Regions from separate parts of the Mus musculus genome. Here all the other regions are linked to region 1. The links are chromatin contacts, called in public promoter capture Hi-C maps. All regions are on one chromosome and are shown on one strand. The core of a region is the stretch at or near the end of the contact, and the rest is flanking DNA. Distances in the headings are between cores, read along the strand shown.

Region 1 (2,794 bases), core at 290-2,789:
AGCAACCATACAGAGGTTAACGACTGTCTCTAACTACATTTCCAGGGGATCCAATGTCCTCTTCTGGTCTCAGCAGGCAGTACACATAGATACTGTCCAGTGATGGAGGCAGGCAAAACACCAGTTTTTTAAAAAAGTAAATCTTAAAAAAAAAAAAATCATAAAAGAGAAAACACGATTCCATCACACAAGCTGACTACAGAGCCTGTGTGAGGAAGCTACAAACTCAGACTGACCTCAAGACACAGAACTATGGAACTGTCTATCAAACAAGGTTCTTTTTGTTTGTTTGTTTTTCGAGACAGGGTTTCTCTGTATTGCCCTGGCTGTCCTGGAACTCTCTCTGTAGACCAGGCTGGACTTGAACTCAGAAATCCGCCTGCCTCTGCCTCCCCAGTGCTGGGATTAAAGGCGGGTGCCACCACGCCCGGCTCAAGCAAGGTTCTTAAAGGTTACAGCTACGGGCTCTGTTTCCTGTACCTTATACGAGGTCACTACAGAAAAAACTCAATAGGTGAGGCACTTAGGCTATAAAAGAAAACAAGACTGTAGGGCCCCAGTCTATCCTCTACCTCATCAAGCAAGGGAAGACTCTACAGGCCCCAGAACTCAGCAGCACAAACACTGCCATCTCAAGACAGTCCTCGGGATGCAACAACAACGCTGGATATGATACAATGAATAACAGCTTATGACCCCAGAGTGACTGTGCTCACCTTCTGACCTGACTCCACCTTTGAATCTTTCTGTATATGCCCCAGATACAGCTTTGACCCTAAGCAGAGGTGGTCCTTCCAGACCCAAGCCTCCTTTACTGGATAACCACCTGCTAGCATGACCCTTGTACTACTAACTCTACCCACCAGGAAGTAAGTGTGCAACCCGAAGCAGTCTATCCTCTGCAATCACCACCAAAGGCCTTAACCCACAAGCCCCTGTGGTCTCTCTTCCTGGCAAGACCCTTCTCCGACCTGATTCACACCCCAGCAGTGGCCCTTCATAGCGATGGCCTGATTTACATCCCAGCAGTGTCTTTTCCCGCAGACCCTGCCCGGAGAGATGACTCCCTGCGGCCCTGATCTGACCCACACCTCAGTCGTGACTCTCTAGGTCTCAGACTTGATTCACACCCTGGACACGATCCTCCTTGCTGCCCCTGCTTAAAGCGGTGACCGTCACGCGCCCTGACTCGAACCACACCCCAGCAGCGACCCTCCTGGGCTGCTCCTGCCTCCCGCGGCCTGGCGACGCCTTACGCCTCACCCTCGGCCAGGACCCGCCGCACCCGCAGACGCAGCTCGCCCAGCTCCACTGTCTGCCCCACGAAGTCACTCTGATCACGGCCCGCAGCTCCGCCAAGAGAACCAGGGCCCGCCAGGAAGTCCAGCGCAGACTGCAGCAGCGACATGGCGTCGGCCGCTCCGCGGCAGCGGGAGCCAGGCTCCAGCTCCGCACTGCCGGGTTAGCAGCTGCGGGCGAACAACCCGGCCATCTTCCGCCCGCGCCGTGACGTAAATCAGAGAGCGAGTTGCGTCCCGACGCTGCGGCCCCGCCCTGACGCAGCAGGCGGAAGGGCGCGTGTTTCTGCAGAGCCAGCAGCAGCAGCAGGCGCAGGCGCAGAGGGTGCGATCCTACGGACCTCAAGCTCCTAGGAGGCACGGAGGTAGGGCTGTCGCCATCTGACCCTAACCTCATCTGGTTGCTTCCGCTGGCCCAGGTCCAGCCTAGGTGGCTAGAGCGTCGCGGGACGTTGGGCGCGCGCTGCGGACCGCCCCAGAGCCCGCCGCTCGCGCCTGACGCCTCAAGGTAAAGCGAGGCCTGGAGCCCACCCTAAGTGTCCCTAATGCCCGGTTTAGGAGAGGAGGGTATCTTGCAGACAAGCAGCCAGCCTATGAGCCACAGACACTTATGTTTTGGTCCACACAGGTTTGGGGGAGGATGAACTAGTTGCTAGAATTAAGACCGAAAAACGTAGTTTTAAAAGGGGGCGGGAGAAAGCTTCACAACGTGTATACAAAAGTCACCTGGCAGCACTGGACGCAGAATCCCGTGTGATGTCAAACACTTAGAGCTGTCCATCTCAGGTGAGGCAAAGTCATGGGATTCCCCACTCGTCTCTGTACCTCCGAGGTTTCTGAAGCCATATGAAGTTGCAGAGCCTTGGGTAGAGTTTGTGCTTTTGGACTGAAAAATGGATCCTTAAGCCCAAATCAACATCTTAACTGTCCCAGGATTGTATGCTATTAAATACGCCTTGGGGGGGGGGGGGGCGCTACCTGCTCTTTAAAAAGTCAAGTAGAAAAGAAATGAAAGATTATCATTAGTATACAGTGAGGTACGTGGTAGGTGAGACAGTAGTTTCCTAGAAATGGTGAAGTGGAAGCTTTGGATAACACCTGGAGGAATAAAGAACTGATGAAGTAGAGATGGTACCTGTAGGTAACTGAGGAGATTTGTGAAGAAGAGTGTGGGAGCTGAAAGGGCAGTGTGGTGTTAACATGATCTTAGATGGGAGACTTGAGCAGCCTAAAGCCAATGGGAAAGAGTGAAGTCTTTCCAGTATAGTGGAGAGGAGTACTGTCTCAGAATAGTAGGACAGTCAAGTCACATCCAGATAGAGGATATGTAGTGTTGGTATAGAAATGGCACCTTTCTATAAGAGAATCACTTATAAGATGCAGGGAGGAGGAAGTAGCTACGGCTTGCAGTTGCAGGTAACTTTATGTTATTACTGGAATGAAGTTGAAGGGATTTTTTATTTTTTGGTGGCTTCAGATCTCATTATTTAGAAGGA
Region 2 (2,847 bases), core at 197-2,696, 1.5 Mb after region 1:
CCTGCACCTGTGTATAAACTTTCATGGTATAAGCTGTCCCTAGGATGAACCCCAACATAAGAGAGACACCTGCACCAATATAAGAAATTATTTGGAATAAGACTTTCATTTTGACTAGTGGCCGAGTAAAGTTTAAGTTCCTAAGGCCTATTGGGAATTGACATCCTACTTGGCAGAAAGAAATATGTACATGGGTACTGTGACAAGTTAGGACATGAATGTTAGGTAAGTCAAGTCCCTGCAAGTTGAGTACCCAGATCAATGGGAGCAGGGTACATATACAACAAAGACAAGTTCCTAAGTAAACCCTCTATCCCTAAATCCTGATTGGTGGAATAATTTAGCACAGATGTTTGTGGATTTTAGGCTTAAAAACTCTATATAATCTTAACTGGGGGGTGGGGGTGAGGGTCACAGTTCAGTTCCCAAATGTGAACAGTGGCCCAGCCAATCACATTAGAGATTACCTAATATCCACCCCCCAATAAGAAGGCCCACACACCCTTGACTGCGGACACCATTTCAAAAAATGTGACCCACATACTGCTTGTTTCTTCAGAATAAACGCTCTTTGTCTTTGCATATTATCTATGTCTGGGGTCTTCTTCGGCGATTTTCAGACCGGTACAAATCCATGTTCCCGGAGGCAGCCACTGCTACTTTTATATCCTTTCAAAAGTATTTGAGTAAATCTTTGTAGACATAGGCAAAGACGCATTTCCACATATATTTACAAATGTGTCTGTGTATGTGTTTTCTTTTTACAAAACAAACAAACAAACAAACAAACAAACAAACAGATGTTTAATACTTTTTTGAAGCTGTTCACCAGCAAAGACATTACTCCGAGCTGCTCAAGAACCACTGTGTGTGGACTTTGCTTCTCTGTCTTCAGTGACTTTCTTCCAGGGCATTGTTTTTGCCAGTGTTTCTCTCTCACCGGGGGGTCACCAACATGCTTGTAGCATACAACTCGGGAATGACACAAGATCCTAAGAAACAGGATTTAAAGATACCGCAAATCAGCCCTCAGAGACGAGTTACCTGTTTCTATTCTAATTGACATCTTAAATTATGCTCCTTGCGAAGGGCTGGCCCACTGTACCAAGCTTTCACATTTTGTAATCTGACGTGTGAAAATAGCACCTTATCTCGGAATTACAAGTGAGGTTTTAAGGACCTTCCGATCTATAAGTTACTCGGTCTTTTTTTTTTTTTGGCCCGAATCTAACATGGTGCCCTCCACAGCTACTTCCGTGCTTTTGCAGGAAGGTAAGTGCGCCTGCCTGCCAGCATCAAAGATGGCAACAAGGTGCACATTCTCTCATCTGCGCAGGCTCCGATCGCTCCGCCCCGCCCCCTCCGGATAGCCTTTTCTGGCACCGCTCTAGCCGTCGCTCTCGGTGGGCACGGCCGCCAGCCAATCACAGGGCGTACCGCTCTGCTCCCCTCCCCCTCGCCTCCCGTGGATCAGCTGGGGTACCCGAGATGTCTGTTGACAGCGGTGGCGGCGACTGTAAGGCCGGTTCCGGGATCCGCGCAGGGCGTGGGGTAAGCTGGCCGGCGGGTGGGGTCCTGGCTGGGGAGGCAGGCGGCGGCCAGGCTATAGCAGCGGTGCTGAGCGTTTTTTAAGTAGTCCCTGAGCCGGCGTTTCTGGGTCTCTGTAGATGTGAGTCCTATGGAGCTACACGGGGAAGAGCAGCCGCCGCCGCCGCAGGAACCCTGGGGGAGGCTTCTTCGTCTAGGCGCAGAGGAGGACGAACCCCAGATCCTTCTTTGGAAACGCGAGTGGACCATCGGAAGGAGGAGAGGTGCGGTGGCCAGAGTGGAGTGAGGACGAGGATAAAGGCTAAAGGGGTAGACAGGGATGAAGCATAGGGACCTAAAGTGGGTACCCAACTGAGAGGAGACCGAGGGCCTAGAACAGGATCGAAGACCTAGTCAGAGTGGGTTTAGATGGGGAAACCGACAGGGGGTTTGAAGTGGGAAAAGTACCCGGCTGGCGATACAGAAGCTACTGGAATTCGGGGGGTGTGTGTGTGTGCACTGTTTTTCAACCCCCCCCCCCCCCCATAAAATGGGCTTATTTATTTGTGCAGTTGCTCTTCTGGATGCTTGATGATGGATATCAGTCAGTTCTCAGTACAACTTTGTGAAATAGATCTGTAAATATATCCTTCGAAATACGATCTTGTCCTCATTACTGTACACTTCTCTTTCTCAATGAAATGCAATTAGAAATTATTAACAAAAGGAAAACTGAAAAAAGGTATGTAGAAATTTGACACCACTGTTAAAAGGTTGACGGGTGAAAAAAAATAAACCACAGGGACTTTAGAAAAAATGTTTTGTGACAAATGAGAACAAAGAATATGCTGGAAGACTAGGACACTGTTAAACCAGTGCTCTGAGGGCAACTTATAATGGCAGGGTTTCTATTTGAAAAGATCTCAAAGTCCCAGGAAATAGAATAATTTATTTAATGAACTTAGGAAACTGAGAATTTGAACAAAGTTATACACAGATCCCAACATCGATTGCTTTGGGTCAAGGACATACATTTCTTTTTTTCGTTTGTTTTTGTTTTTGTTTTTTTTGGGGGGGCGGTTATGAGGCAGGGTTTCTATGTATAGCCTTGGCTGTCCTGGAACTCACTCTGTAGACCAGGCTGGCCTCAAGCTCAGAAATCCACCTGCCTGTGCCTCCCGAGTGCTGGGATTAGGACATAGATTTCTATAACTTGTGTCCACCTTATTTTGCTAGGAGGATTGATAAAATCTTACATGAACTGCTTGTGTGTAACCTAGCTTTGGACTCGGAGAGAGCTTAGATGGTAAAGTGCTTGAG
Region 3 (2,851 bases), core at 58-2,557, 1.6 Mb after region 1:
TCACAATGTTGAGGACTGTAGTTAGTGGAGTGGACGTAGGAGCCGAAGAAACTGAAGCTACTCAGTTAAATGTAGGAGGCAGGAATAGGACAAGTCAGAGCTGCCCAAATTAACACAATGGTGGAAGAGGAAGGTCTGGAAAGGGTGGTGGTGGCGGCTCAAGCATGATCTGAGCAGGCTAACCTGGGGTGTTAGTCCCATATACAGACCAGGCCAAAGTCTTGCTGCAGCTACAGGGCCGTGTGTGGGGCTGGACCAGACAAAATTTGGAGACGACTGTCAGAGAGGAAGGCATACCAGAAAGAAACCAAGTGGATATGCCCCTTTTAGTCCCTTCCGGCACTTGTTGATCCATCTGTCATGCATCCTTCCCCACCTAACAAGGCCACTGTACCAATCCATCCACGTAAGCAGACACAGCAAGCAAATATGAAACATTTAAAATCAGGTCATTTCTTTTTTCTTTCTTTCTTTTTTTTTTTTTTTTTTTTTTGAGACAAGGTGTTTCTATATAGCCCAGAATTCAGAGTTCTGCCTGCCTCTGACTCCCAGTGCTGGGATTAAAGCTGCATGCCACTCGCTATACATGCCACTGTACCCGGCTTCCATGGGTAACCCAACCCTTGGCTCTACTTCACGCACGGGTTCTCTGGCCTCTGAAGGGATAGCATGCTTGCAGTCCCAATCTTCCCCAAGCTGCAGGAGGAGAATTTGTGAGGCAAACCTGGCTGTCTATCAAGACCCTGACTCTGAGTAAGACTTAATCCTTTGGAATTTCAGGCCCACAGAGGATGGTGGTCCTGGGACAAAGACCTGGTGCACTGTCTCTGAACAAGGACTCTTCGAGTATGGGGTCCGGGCGGTTAGAGGTCCCTCAGAGAGACGGGTGGCCCAGGCGCGAAGACCTTCGGGAGGTGCGCCATCCAGGCACTGCCACCGATTCACACAAACTCAAGACCCACTAGCACGCAGCGTCCCCTTCCCTTCAGAGCACCGATCTCCGCCATCCCGGGATGGAGGTGAGGAAGCAGGGCCGAGCCCAAACCTCCCGTCCCCGCACCTGTCCCAGTTGGTGTCCCAGACGCCGCGCCCGGCTCGCGCTCCTGTCCAGGCCGGCGGCTCGGTCGCGCGCGTGTCTGCATCCCCGCCACCTCGCGGCTTCCCTACCGCGACCGCCGAGAAGAGAACAGCGGCCGAGCCACCGGCCAGACCACAGGCCGCCAGCTGAAGCGCCTGCCGGAAAGCCATGCCGCAAATCGCGCGACCTGACGGCGGGACGCCAGGAGCAGACTTCCGCTTCCGGCTGGTGGAAGTCCCGCCCCTTCCCCCCCCCCCGACGAATCAGGAAACGCGGCCCAGGGCGCCACCTGCCGGTGGTCGCAGGGTAGCAGGCGCAGATGCCTGCCCTTTAGTGGGTGGAAATCAGGCACTGGGGTTTATTTATTTATTTTATTTTATTTTTTTGGTTTTTCGAGACAGGGTTTCTCAGTGTAGCCCTGGCTGTCCTGGAACTCACTCTGTAGACCAGGCTGGCCTCGAACTCAGAAATCTGCCTGCAGGCACTGGGTTTATATGAATTGAAAAACCTCAAGTTTGGCACTTCAATTTGAAGTTTTTATGTTTTCATTTGTAATCTTTAAGTGTATGCATACTCTCAACTTTCACCTCCTGAATTCTTTCCATTTTTTTCCCTAAGAACCTTCTTCATTCAACTATCAACCCTCCATTCCCCACCCCTAGTCCCTGGCACCTACCATCGCGCCTCCAAGTTTTACCGCTCTAGTTGCTTTTGACCAATTGACCGGGTCCTTCTGTGTAGGAAAGGTGTCCACCTGCTCTTCCAGGGCCATTGTACCCAAGGCCTAGGGACTAGACTGGCAGGCCCACGGACTTACAGCTCCAGGCTTGGGCTTTAACTACCAAGCGGCCCAGCACTTGGCAGCTGTTATAATTTTCATCTTTGAGCAACAATGAACAGCAGCAGGCATTTGGTAATATTACTGCTCCTGAATGAACCTCTAACCTCAGACATTCTCAGAACCCTTGGCCTTCCACAATGGCTAAGGCGGTCCTTTGGCTAGACAGCTCCCTAAAAGTCTTAGCAACAGGATCTGTTTTTTCCACAGCCTTCTTTCACCTCAGCTCTCTATTCTCTCTAGCCTCAGCCTTTTGGTGTTCCTAGCTCAGCCTACCCTACTATTGATAAAAATAAATTAAATTTTTTTTACAAAAACCCTCTAAGGCCTGACATACCAAAAAAAAAAAGGATACAGAGGCTGTATTTCACACTGACTGAAACGTGAGTTTCAGTCGGCTTATATATAAAGAGAAAAGGGTGTTATGGCAAGGGTCTTAGCCCCAATCCTGGCAGTCCTTCATGCACGTTTGAATCAATCGCAGGTTTTCTGCAGAGCCACCAAGGGAGAGCCTCCCCCTGGCCTGGATGAGACGATTGCAAGGTCATCAGAGTTCACTACCATGCTGTCTTGCTCAGTGTCGGTGGAGGCTGTCTGGACAGATCATGACTGGAGCAAGTCTTCCACGGAGGTTCTGGTGGCCCATATGACTGCAGAGGTGTCTGCCCAGTGAGCCCCAATATCTAAACTGGCTGCCAGGAGGGCAGTGTGGCTAGTTGTCCTTAAGAGGCTGCTTTCCTGACAGGACCTCAGCCAGGCACCAGAGCAGGACCTGTTAGATGCTTTAATCTTTCACAGGAAGCATCAATAGGGTGTGTGTAACAAAAATCTGTAACAAAATTACAGTATAGTTCTTTTTTTTTTATTTTATTTTGTTTTGTTTTTTTGAGACAGGGTTTCTCTGTGTAGCCCTGGCTGTCCTGGAACTCACTTTG
Region 4 (2,875 bases), core at 220-2,719, 1.0 Mb before region 1:
CTGAGTTCAATTCCCAGCACCCAGATCAGGTGGCTCACAACCACCTGTAACTCCAGCTCTGAGTGGTCCTAACGCTACGGCTTCCATGCCAGGCACTTATACTCATATATACCCCCTACCAACACACATAAACAGACATGTACATGATTTAATATGCTTTTAAATACAATTTACTAACGTTTACCTTCATACATATGCATGTGCCTGATGCCCATTGTGGGCCAGAACAGGGCCTGGGTTTTGAGAAATGAACCCAGGTCCTCCGCAAGAACAAGTGCTCTTAACCACTGAACCATCTCTCTAGCCCCTTATGCCCCTTGTGAGCGAGGGTCTCTCTCTCTCTCTCCATAGCCCAAGCTGTCCTGGAAATTTACCATGTAAACCAGGCCAGCCTCAAAATCAGAGACCCCTCTGCCTTTGCCTCCCAAAAGTACTAGGATTGAAAGTCACCACCACCATCATCATTATCATCTAATCTACTTTCCTGATTTTTTGATATTTACAAGTCAAAAAAGAAGAAGCAGAATTTAGTTAAGATAAATAACATGAGTGACCACAAAGTAAAGATACTCTATGCCCTTCCCATATATTTAAAGGTGTTTTCGGAGAAGTACTTACACATCTTTTTATTATGCTCTGAAGTTCCTCCACAGCCATTCCTAATTATTTTCCTAATTTTGATGCTGTAATGAACTAATACAAAAAAACCCAGTTAATTGTGTGATACCATGTAAATTATGTTTCATAAACCGTTTCATTCTGAATTATTAGACAACAAACACAATGTAAAGTTTTATAGGTTAACTGCTATTACTGAACGTTACTGTGTTAGCCTAATGAAGCATTTTTAAAAGCCCCTGATATAATGCCTAAAGAAAGTAATTTTTAAAGAATGACGAGTAAAAAAATAAAAAGAGCCCTAGAAAGAACTACTAGAAAAGCCTTTGTTTAAAAGGAAAACAAAAATCCAAATTGTGGACCTGGAATGAAAAATCTAATCATTAAGTAATTTTTTTAAATGTCCCATTGACAAAAACTGGAATCCAACATAATTAAGTCACCCAAAGAAGTTGAAGATTCCGATGCCGCCCACCCCATTCTCCACAGGATCTCCCTCCTCACATAAACAATCGTCAGTGAGATCACCGAGTATCACGAAAAGGAGGCCAGCAGCGAAGGTCCTTGCCCCGCAGGCGCGAACAGGAAAATCACACCCTACCGCGCCTGGCTGAGGCGAAGGGAGGCCATTTCTCCCTGCTCCTGCAGGGCAGGGTGTCCAGGCTCCAGCACCTCCAGAGGCCGAGCAGGAGAGCCGCGTGCGGCGCAGGTCCTGTTCGGCGAGCCCGATCCGCCCGACCCAGCATGTCTACCTACCCGCCGATCCACGCGCCTGCCTCTTGCCCTCCTCCTCCTTCTCCACTTCAGGTAGCGCAGGCCGCACTCCTGGCCCCGCCCCCGGACCGGACCCTCCCCCTCCGCCGCTCGCCCCGCCCCGCCCTGGGCCCGCCCCCTCCGCCGCTCGCCCCGCCCTCCCTGGGCCCGCCCCCAGCCCGGTTCCGGGCGAAGCGTGAGGAGGTAGATGTGCTGTCCCGACCCCCTCTTCTGACCGCATTTCCCCATGGCTGACTCTGCCGTACCTTGCTCTCTAGGCCCAAGTACCCGGGCTTCCAGCACCCACCGAGATGCTACCGGTACGAACAAGAGCCACCGTCCCAGGCTGGGACCCTGAGACCTTGGTTTGAGTACCACGCACGCGCGGGCCTCTTTCTGAGGCTGCGCCGGGGAGAGCGAGAACTCCGGGTGGATGAGGCCCAGAGCTTCCCAACGCAGGCTGTCCTAGTGCCTTCGGGGGAGGAATCCCACACTCTTACACAGGGGTTTTAGGATCTACCCGTACGTGGGAACAAGTGGCCAAGGCAGGTGGTGGTCAGTTGCCTTGAACCTTGGATTGCTTTGATATCTGGTCTCTGAGGTCTCAGACTCCTCTCTTTAGGCAAGGGAACAAACATTTGGGAGACTGAGCAATGTTTATTCTAAAGGAACCCAGTTTAGAGAGTGTTTTAAAAGCACTTGATTAAAGCGCATCCGATGAGAAAGAGTCCTCGAAGAGACTGCCGTCATGAAAATGTAAAATGTAATTAATTTACAGAAACAATTGAATTTGCTTCCTGTTTAGCCCCCCCTTTTGTTTTTGTTTTTCTGGGGGGGGGGTTGTTTTTCTTTTTTTGTACACATCGAAGTTGGAAATGAGATGTGTGAGAGAAAAGGAAATGGTGCCTACAGTGTGATATTTGGGGACTACTCTGCTACATCAAATGCATTGGCACTTGACTTTTCTCTCTTCAATTGTAGGTACTAAACAGACCCGAGCCCTGAAACGAGGAGATGCATCTAAAAGGTAGAACCACGTGGGCATCTGCATTTCACTTTGCTTTTATCTCATTAATTCAATCTGATTTGGTTTTTTTTTTCTTTTCTTTTTTTTTTTCTTTTCTTTTTTTTTTTTTTTTTTTTCTTTTTTCTTTTTGGTTTTGGTTTTTTTGTTTTGATGTTCTGTTTTCTGATCTTGCAATCTGGGAATTGAACTTAAAGACTTTGTACATTCTAATGAAGCTCTTTGTCTAATTTACCGAGCTATACTCCAGCCCAAATAGTTTAAAAGCATAGTGCATACCTTTCTTGAGAAAATACTGAAGACTCAGGAAGCACTGTCGATTCTCACGTAAGACTGCTCTGTCCTTCAGCTGTAGGAAAACCAATGTGGAGGCTTAGGCTGTTGGAAACTATCATGAACACCTGTAGAAAGTTCTGGGGACATAGTTCCTGAATTAACCAATCTTTCCCATTTCTTCAGGTACACTATTACTGTTGTATG
Region 5 (2,731 bases), core at 88-2,587, 1.6 Mb after region 1:
ATGGTTGTGAGCCACCATATGGTTGCTGGGAATTGAACTCAGGACCTCTGGAAGAGCAGTCAGTGATCTTAACCGCTGAGCCATCTTTTCAGCCCCCCACCCCACATGGTCTCTTTAAATAAACACAATTATGAAGCAAAAGACAAAACATTAAAAGTTGTTCTCCACTGCTCTATGACATATTCCTGTACCTGTTTCTTTAAGGAATTAATACTACTTTACCCATCTGCCTATAATTAAATTTAACTTATTTATCTTGGTTTTTTTGAGACAAGGTTTTGCTACTTAGTCTTGGATGCCTCTTGGGCTGGATCTATAGACCAGGGTGGCCTCGAACACAGATATCCACATGCTTCTGTCTGGAATTAAAGATGTGCACCACCACGCCCAGCTAAATACTGAAATACATCTAAATTAGCTTTCTAATCCTGGGGCTATAAAAATAACTGGAAATTCATCTTAGCATTTCTCAAGTCATCTAGTTTGGCTTCCCTGAGACTGTTCTGAGGAGTAAGTAACATCTTTAACTGAAGATATGACCTGAAGGGTATGTATATCTGACTCTTGGCTGGTAACCTGTAAATTGAACGTGTCGGGGCCTCCACTCAGGCCTTTTTAGGCCATTCCTCAGGCCACCCTCTCCGGATAGTGAGAATTGGTCTTACCAAGTTCTCACTGGCAGGAGGTAGGATACACATTTGAACAGAACAGGCCTCCATCCTCCACTCTGCCTTCTAAAGACCACTCAGAGTACATGTGAGAAGCCTCTACACCATCACGGGCTTCCATAGCTCATGATCTGTGGGCAGAAATTAATGTGACATGCTTGTAATCACATTTCTGCGAGCTCAAGGAGGCAGATCTCCAGCATAAGGCCAGTTTGGGGATATATAGTTAAGACTCAAAAAAGAAAAACAAAGGTTAGAAAAGGACTTCAAAAATTAAAATCAGCAGCCTGGCATGGTGGCTCACATCTTTAATCCCAGTGCTAGGTAGGCTTTCGCGTTATCCGTCGGAATGGTATAGGCATTCTGCCTGTATTCCAGAGAAAATCTTCATTAACAACAGGAGGCAGAGCTGGGCTTTCTGGCCGCCGTATTCATCCTCAGCCCCTATCAGTCAAGCACTATGGCCCCAGCTCTGCTGGCTTCGGGATGACACACAGTCTGGGTGACCCAGGAGCCCGCTCGCGCTCTCCAGCAGCGACAACTCGGGGCGGCGCACCTGAAGAGCGAGCCGCGCCAGGCAGCGCGCCGAGTCCGACTCAGGACCCCGACCAAGCTGCCCGCGCCACTGCCGGGCTGCGCTCGCGTTAATCAGGACCCCGGGCTGCCTCCGGAGCCGCCTGAGGCTGCGTTCCGGGCCGCGTTCTAGCCTGATCGTTGGGAAACGGGACGGCCCGCACTGCGCGCGCAGCCCGCCTGGTCTAACCACGGCCGGGCGGAGGAGGAGGCTTGGGGCAGGCGCGACTCCCGTGGCGAGGCGAGCGGTCTTCTGAGGGCCGGAGGCGGGAGCGACGCGGGCTGCATTTGCAGCGGCCGCGCTCAAGGCCTCGGCGCCGGCGGTGGCGATGCTGTGGCAGCGGCTGGCTGTGGTGGAGTGGGCGGCCCTGGCCTGGGAGCTCCTGGGCGCCTCGGTGCTGTTCATCGCCGTGCGCTGGCTGGTCCGCCGGCTAGAGAAGCGGCCGCGGGACCTGAACCGTTGCGGGACGCTCTCCTCTCCGCCCAGCGCGTCTGAAGCGGTGGCCGCACAGCCAGGTAAGGCAGCGTCAGTCGTGGGAGGAAAACCTCACTCTCCACGCCCCCTGGATACGGTAAGACCCTATCGCGGATATTTTGGAAACTTTTGATGAGAACCCACAGCCCTGTTAGCACTTCTTCTCTCCACCTCTCTAAACTGTAATCCCATGTTTACGAGGTATGTGTTTTGTTTTTGTTTTGTTTTTTAAGATTTCTTTAGAATTTTTTAAATTTATTTTTAAGATTTACTTATTTTATGTCTATGAGTATACACTGTAGCTGTGCAGATAGTTGTGAGCCTTCATCTGGTTGTTGGGAATTGAATTTAGGACCTCTGTTCGCTCGGGTCAACCCTGCTCGCTCACTCCGATCGGCCCCCCGCCCAAAGATTTATTTATTGTTATAAATAAGTACACTGTAGCTGTCTTCAGACGCACCAGAAGAGGGCGTCAGGTCTCTTGTTGTGAGCTACCATGTGGTTGTGAGATTTGAACTCAGGACCTTCGGAAAGAGCAGTCGGTGTGCTCTTTCACCAGCCCGAGGTATGTGTTCGTATGAAGCCACTTTTCACTAACGCTCACTTTCTCCTAAATCTAGTTCTTAGTGGAAGATGAAAAGTAATTCTTCTAGAAGGAAAATGACATTTTAAGCCATTAACTCAACTTTAGAACTTTAGAGATAACCCAACCCTAACAAGATCTTACGGGTAACAGAGGCTCCATTTGCTACTATGAACTTAAACACAATTTCATTTTTTAATTACTTAGGGCTGGGTATAAAACTCAAGGCGTGGCACATCTTGACAAGTCTTCTACCACTGACATACATATCAACCCTTTCTTAGCAGTCGTTGGTTTCTTGGGGGTTTTGTTTTCGTGTTTTTGTTTTTGTTTGTTTGTTTTTTGCTTAAGAAATGGGAACAGGAAGGTCAGGGTAATGCTGGTTATTTTTACATGGCCGTGGAGAAATGAAATGTTTGTGTTGTGACAACA

The links. Promoter capture Hi-C pulls out the DNA fragments that hold promoters and counts their contacts. Capture Hi-C pulls out chosen DNA fragments and counts their contacts.
Region 2: a promoter capture Hi-C map of liver shows a contact between it and region 1, with 2.7 times the contacts expected there. The contact joins the promoter of Chfr here to the promoter of Gak in region 1. A contact is called at or near these places in 10 of 39 promoter capture datasets (the 3T3-L1 cell line, the HPC-7 cell line, cranial neural crest and 6 more), 4 of 115 datasets of contacts at active chromatin or transcription factors (the NIH/3T3 cell line, astrocytes, differentiating embryonic stem cells and 1 more) and 3 of 9 other capture datasets (adipose tissue, liver and pancreatic islet).
Region 3: a promoter capture Hi-C map of liver shows a contact between it and region 1, with 4 times the contacts expected there. The contact joins the promoter of Pgam5 here to the promoter of Gak in region 1. A contact is called at or near these places in 2 of 39 promoter capture datasets (cranial neural crest and second pharyngeal arch cranial neural crest), 1 of 484 Hi-C or Micro-C datasets (CD4 T cells), 1 of 115 datasets of contacts at active chromatin or transcription factors (large pre-B cells) and 3 of 9 other capture datasets (adipose tissue, liver and pancreatic islet).
Region 4: a contact with region 1 is called in a promoter capture Hi-C map of liver, with 3 times the contacts expected there. The contact joins the promoter of Glmn here to the promoter of Gak in region 1. A contact is called at or near these places in 4 of 39 promoter capture datasets (hippocampal neurons, liver and pre-B cells) and 1 of 9 other capture datasets (adipose tissue).
Region 5: a promoter capture Hi-C map of liver shows a contact between it and region 1, with 5 times the contacts expected there. The contact joins the promoter of Ankle2 here to the promoter of Gak in region 1. A contact is called at or near these places in 13 of 39 promoter capture datasets (the 3T3-L1 cell line, 3T3-L1-derived adipocytes, the C10 cell line and 8 more), 9 of 115 datasets of contacts at active chromatin or transcription factors (the NIH/3T3 cell line, acute myeloid leukemia, astrocytes and 6 more) and 3 of 9 other capture datasets (adipose tissue, liver and pancreatic islet).

Annotation. Positions count from the first base shown.
Region 1 is chr5:108,628,238-108,631,031 of GRCm38.p6, forward strand. It overlaps Gak (cyclin G associated kinase), which reads right to left and starts at 1,540. Exons shown (of 28, transcript NM_153569.2): 1 at 1,264-1,540. The coding sequence starts at 1,408. It overlaps Tmem175 (transmembrane protein 175), which reads left to right and starts at 1,573. Exons shown (of 11, transcript NM_001163532.1): 1 at 1,573-1,663.
Region 2 is chr5:110,134,384-110,137,230 of GRCm38.p6, forward strand. It overlaps Chfr (checkpoint with forkhead and ring finger domains), which reads left to right and starts at 1,447. Exons shown (of 18, transcript NM_001289577.1): 1 at 1,447-1,551; 2 at 1,668-1,811. The coding sequence starts at 1,679.
Region 3 is chr5:110,268,592-110,271,442 of GRCm38.p6, forward strand. Pgam5 (phosphoglycerate mutase family member 5) reads right to left here and starts at 1,308. Exons shown (of 6, transcript NM_001163538.1): 1 at 1,061-1,308. The coding sequence starts at 1,248.
Region 4 is chr5:107,596,170-107,599,044 of GRCm38.p6, forward strand. Glmn (glomulin, FKBP associated protein) reads right to left here and starts at 1,470. Exons shown (of 19, transcript NM_133248.2): 1 at 1,375-1,470; 2 at 619-693. The coding sequence starts at 657. It overlaps Rpap2 (RNA polymerase II associated protein 2), which reads left to right and starts at 1,527. Exons shown (of 13, transcript NM_144911.3): 1 at 1,527-1,691; 2 at 2,353-2,398. The coding sequence starts at 1,619.
Region 5 is chr5:110,229,667-110,232,397 of GRCm38.p6, forward strand. It overlaps Ankle2 (ankyrin repeat and LEM domain containing 2), which reads left to right and starts at 1,338. Exons shown (of 13, transcript NM_001253814.1): 1 at 1,338-1,757. The coding sequence starts at 1,571.